Regions from separate parts of the Gossypium hirsutum genome. Here region 1 is linked to region 2. A link is a contact called in public Hi-C data. All regions are on one chromosome and are shown on one strand. Each heading gives the region's core, a stretch centred on a gene start, on an enhancer-like site or on the middle of the called end of the contact. The rest is flanking DNA. Distances are from core to core; before and after follow the strand shown. Region 1 holds the start of LOC107899208 (serine/threonine-protein phosphatase PP2A-4 catalytic subunit). Region 2 holds the start of LOC107899214 (54S ribosomal protein L17, mitochondrial).

Region 1 (2,700 bases), core at 23-2,522, 290 kb after region 2:
TATATGTCATATACCTAGCCTGAGTCGGTTTGTTTATTATATGATCAAGTCACATTAGGAGTTAGAATGATGAATTAGAAATGGTTAAATGGTTGGACTGTATGGATGAACTAGGCAATTAAATGCTTTGTATGAGAAGATGAAATACTTGTGTTCATACTCAATTGTATATGTCCATTTGGTAATGTTTTGAAGTTCATGATTATCAAATATGAAATTGAATGATTATGAATTACAAATGATCATGTTAATGATGAAACATATTGGAAATGTATGTTTGAAATGACATTTTGGTTGAAATGGAAATTAATATTGATGGAAATGAATGATTAGGTGAAACAGGTTGGTGCCATTTTGGCCATTTTAAAAATAGATCGTTACGTCGTGACGTAGAGCATTTATTATTGCAATGAGATCAAGTTAGTATGTTGTATCGCGAAGAGGTACCCTGAAGTTGCAGCGTCAACCTGAAATTTTGAAAATATTACAATTTAGTTCTAATTCGATATCGGGTTAACAATAAAGCTTTCAAAAGCTTGTATAAGATCCGAAAATGATTACGTATTGTATTATACACATATTTTACTTATATTTGAATCTTTAATTGTTTTAAAAATGAAATATAATTTTATCGTAGTTGCTCCGGCAACGAATGTGGCACCTTGTAGCTCAGACCCGATGATTGGGTTAAGTATCGAGGTGTTACAATCACAAAATATATACAAATACTCAAAAAACTCATATAAACATGCTTAGAATGGAAAATCACTAAGGGACTTGTGAGGAGAAGCATAAAGTGCACTAATGTGCCAAGATACTAAGAGAAAATAATATGGCATATTAGAAATTTTGGTAAATTCTTAGATACTAATTTTGGTAAAGTCTTAGAAATTTTTGTGTAACTTTAGAAATTTCAATAATTTATTAGAAATTTTGGTAACTACTTAGAACTTTTTGTAAATCCTTAAAAAATTTGGAATTTCCTTATAAATTTTGGTAATATACAAAATTAATTTCCAACCCTAAATAATATTTAATTACAGAGTAAATTTACTATTATATATTAGTTTCCATGTCATCTTATTTTAATGCATTAAGAAAATATATTTAAATATGTGATATAAACCAAATTCTATTACCAATCTGGATAAAAGAAGAACTTAGATACTAATTTGAAAATTGAAACAAAATTTAGATACTAAAAATATAATATCCCTTTATATTTTTCTTTTCCCGTTAGCATTTGAAGGGAGCTTAAGGAAATCTCATTGTGAGGAGCGTTCCCCGAAACGTGTGGTGAAGTGGCTTTATAACAGTTTAGTAGTGTGACGTGGCTTAATAACACTCACACTGTTCACGCTCCACTCTCTGTCTCAGTTCACGCGCCCTCCCATTTCATTTCGTCTTCGTGATAGAAGCAAGAGAGCCAGGAAAAGAGTGTAAAAGAGATAAAAAAGAAAGTTAAAACAAAAAGAAAAAAGAAAATTCTCAATCCAAAGTCCAAACTAGGGTTAGGGTTATCCCTAATCAGGATAACGATTTCCACGCTCGATTCTTCCAACTGATAAATTAAACATGGGCGCCAATTCGTCACCAACAGACTTGACCACTGATCTCGATGAGCAGATCTCGCAGCTCATGCAGTGTAAGCCACTTTCGGAGCAGCAGGTACCTTAATTTTTTCTCTATCTGTTTGTTTCCAAGAAAGTATCGAAATTTACCAGGAATTAATCCAATAATATATTTTTAAAATTTGTGAATAATCGATTAGGCTCTGATTTGTGAATAGTGTTATTGCAATATTTACTGCTAATTCTTTTTTTCTGTTTAAATTTCAATTCAGAGTTATGAACAAAAAATGCAGCTTCTTTTTCTTCTTCTTTAAAGCAGGGAAAGAAAATGATTTATTTTTATTTGATATAGGTAATTTCAACATAACTCGGGGTATTTGCTCGGAATAAGTGTTGTGGGTTTAAATTTTATACTTGTTGCTCGTGGAGTTTTCTTCGTTTCATCTTATTTGTGTTGTTTTAATTTGGGTCAATGGAAGCTTGTCTTTTTCTGTCTTGTGTTGTGGAATATAACTTTTAATAACTCTATTTTTTTCTCATATTGTATTGTTTAGGTCAGAGCATTGTGTGATAAGGCAAAGGAAATACTGATGAAAGAAAGCAATGTCCAGGTTTATTATCTTAGTCTGGCTTGTGTTTCAGGCATCTATGTCTATATTTGTTTATTTATTGGCGTATTTTGGAGGTGTTGAGATTGCTCCTCCGTAAACTGGGAAAGCATTGATTTTTTTTTAACAGCCTGTGAGAAGCCCGGTGACAATTTGTGGTGATATCCATGGGCAGTTTCATGATCTTGCAGAACTTTTTCGAACTGGAGGGAAGGTACTTGTTCTGACTTTGACTGTTGATTTTTGTATTCAGTTCTGTTTCAGCGGGGAATGTGTAAAATAATTAGTTGAGACCTCAATCTTTTTGAAGTTGGAGCTCTCCAGAGGTATCTTGATTGATCATATTTGTAATGCGAATATTTTTAATTTATGCTCTTTTGCATGCATTGACATGTGAGCTTTTTGTCTCCACCCTCCAGCACTTTCATGCATAAGTGTTCTGTTTTAATAAAATTTGTCTACTTAATCTTTTACCTGTTTTTGCCATTAGATTGTGCTTTATCAGTGTCATTCATGCATTT
Region 2 (2,753 bases), core at 193-2,692:
TCTTTTTGACTCTGTCTTTAGTTAATTTGTTCTTTTTAACTTGTAGATGAGTGATCCAATTCCAAGTCGTCATATAATCATGTTTAAAAATTTTAAATAAAAATATTTTTTTTAAAATTACATAAAAATAAATAACACTAGTCATTTTTTTAATTTAACTCAAACAATTATATTCGATTCGATTTGAATTCCATCCCACTCGACACGATTCGTAAAAATTTCAAATCGAGTTAGGATGATAAAATAGGATTTGAAAACTCGATTAACTCAAAAATTTTTCATTCGGTTCAATTCGATCGAATGCTCACCCCTAGTGAGAGTTTTCTTTTAGAGTTTCATATTTGACTAGTAATAGTGGTTTATTTTTAAAAAAAAGTCCAATGTACTCATCTTTTGCTTTGATATTGTTAATTATGTAGCAAAAGAAGGTTTCTCTTTTGAGGATGTCAACAGTGTTTGAATGGGGGCTTCAATTGGTCCTTTAATTGACTTGGTCATTCATATCGACCCAAAGTATCTCTCTACAATCTCTTGATTTTGTTTGGAATAACATTGATGTGTGTTGTTTTATTTGATTATTGTTTCTTGTGTGCATGACTGTTGATGTTTATTTGGTCGTGTGTATTCCCCTCATTGAGTGTGTTAGTAATAAGTTGGGAAAGTCAAATCCATCAAGTGAAGGAAAAACTAGTTTGAAAGTAGTCGTTGAAGTCCCTTTTAGTTGAATGGGGTAAAGATAAAGTAAATAAAAAACAAGGAAAAAATAAAACATAAAAAGAAGTTTTGAAAGTTTTAACAAATAAAAGAGATAAGGTTATTTTTGTTTATTGTTTTTTTTCATTAAAATGACTATAAATGAAACCTAACTGTACATTAATATAGCTCTCCAAATGACCAGTAGACAATAAATGAAAACCCATTTTATTTTTATTGTAATTTAAAATTCTTAAACTGTTCTTTGTGATTTTTGAAATCCCCTGCTTCATCGGAGACTGATTTCAGGTATGAATGAAGGAGACTGATTTCAGGTATGAATCTTTACTTCAATTTTGTCTTTTGCCTTTTCATCTCTGTTTTTAGTTTCAGATCTGTGCTTCCTTACTTGTATTTCAGTGGGTTTTAGTTTCAGGTCTCAGTCTGGTTCTTGTTTTTGTTTGTTTATTGTCTAGTATATGTTATTTATTTTTGGATTTCTTGTTTGCCTCTGTTTAAGATGGTTGTGTTATGGTCTATTTGTTTTGTAATTTCTGCTTAGCAGAATACTGTTGGGGGTTGGGGTTTTGTGTTTGGGTCTTGCGGCATGGTAGTTTTTGGGCTTTTCTGCCTGGGTATATGGGTTTGGAGACTGAATCGTGGGTGTGGGTTTTGTGGGCTTGAGGCGTGGGTTGGGGAGCTGGGGTTTGGGGTTTTTTAGTTAAACAAAAATTAAAAATACCTAAATGAAAAGTAAAAATAAAAATAAAAAATTACTACGATACCTTCACACTGGATTTAGGTTTAAGCAGGCCTTTTCAAGTTGAGAATGCACAGATCGTTGGTTCGGCCATTCATGGGGGTGCGTGGGTTTTCCTCAACCTCCAAGAAAATTGTGGCGTCGGTATTGTTCGAGAGATTACCTGTCGTTATTCCCAAATTGGATCCTGTGGTTTATGCATTCAAGAGTTTTCGTAAGTTTTCATTCTCGTGAGAAAATCTGGGAATGTTCTATCTAGGATACCTTAGATGTCTATTGGTTAGCTCATTGATGCAAAAAGGAAGAAAAAAAGCTAAAATATTTTGCTGAAAACAACATGATTAGTGGTTTATGGCACAAAGTTATTAGCTTTTTTAGTTCAAATTTTCAGCTACTAATTGGGGTTTTATGGAAATAGATGAAACTCTTGCGATTTATTTATGTAATTGCTTTTGTTTTATGCAGCTTTCGATGGAGGCAGCAGTATTGACACAAATATCCTTATGAATTCTTGGACATGTCTAAATCTAGGCAAGTTATAAATTTGATTCAGTTATATTAGGGGCATTTATTTGTATGTTGGGTCTTTCTTTCCAGCTTAAGTGGTTACCGACTAAGCATAAAAGTTGTTTATTTTATGCATAGCAATTAAGAAAAAAAAGGAAAGCAATTGATTTATCCAAATGAATGATTTAGAGTCGTGATTCCTCTGGAGAGCTGATTTGGAGAAAACAATGTAGAGTAATTTAGGCTTAATTGTTTTCAATTGAAAAACAACAGCCTCAAAAGCAATGGAAGTTGTTCGTTTGGATACATTATGTATGTTATGCTCCTTCTCCTTGCTTTGCATTTTCAATGGGTACATGCATGACTTCAGATTTGCACATTAAGAAAAAGGTGAAGTGCAACAAAGATGATTTTAGTTTTCAGCTAATGTAGTGAATTTGTTGTATAACCAGGGGAAAAGGTGATTACCAAATTGACAACGTTCCAGCTCCAAGGATCACTGAAGCTGACAAAACGATTGACAGAAAGTAAGTTGTAGATTTCATATTGCTCATTGGAACTTAATTATCAGGAGACCGTTCTTTGTTTGGAAGAGATCGAATATGTGTTGTCAAGAACTAACAATTTTTGGGAATAACTGGCCTGAAATCTGCATTAATAATCTCTAAGAAGCTGACAAAACGAATGACGAAAGAAAGTGGTGCATTTTTAATTGTTCAGTGTAACACTTTTATCTATGGGCTATTCTTTGTTTGATAGAGATCAGATATATGTCATAAGGAACTAATAGTGT

Evidence for each region. A called contact is a pair of places that touch in the nucleus more often than the background predicts.
Region 1: a Hi-C map of leaf shows a contact between it and region 2, with 2.3 times the contacts expected there. The contact joins the promoter of LOC107899208 here to the promoter of LOC107899214 in region 2. A contact is called at or near these places in 2 of 34 Hi-C or Micro-C datasets (both in leaf).

Annotation. Positions count from the first base shown.
Region 1 is chrD04:31,295,275-31,297,974 of Gossypium_hirsutum_v2.1, forward strand. It overlaps LOC107899208 (serine/threonine-protein phosphatase PP2A-4 catalytic subunit), which reads left to right and starts at 1,273. Exons shown (of 11, transcript XM_016824852.2): 1 at 1,273-1,668; 2 at 2,126-2,182; 3 at 2,310-2,393. The coding sequence starts at 1,576.
Region 2 is chrD04:31,000,126-31,002,878 of Gossypium_hirsutum_v2.1, forward strand. It overlaps LOC107899214 (54S ribosomal protein L17, mitochondrial), which reads left to right and starts at 1,443. Exons shown (of 6, transcript XM_016824866.2): 1 at 1,443-1,667; 2 at 1,919-1,984; 3 at 2,413-2,487. The coding sequence starts at 1,971.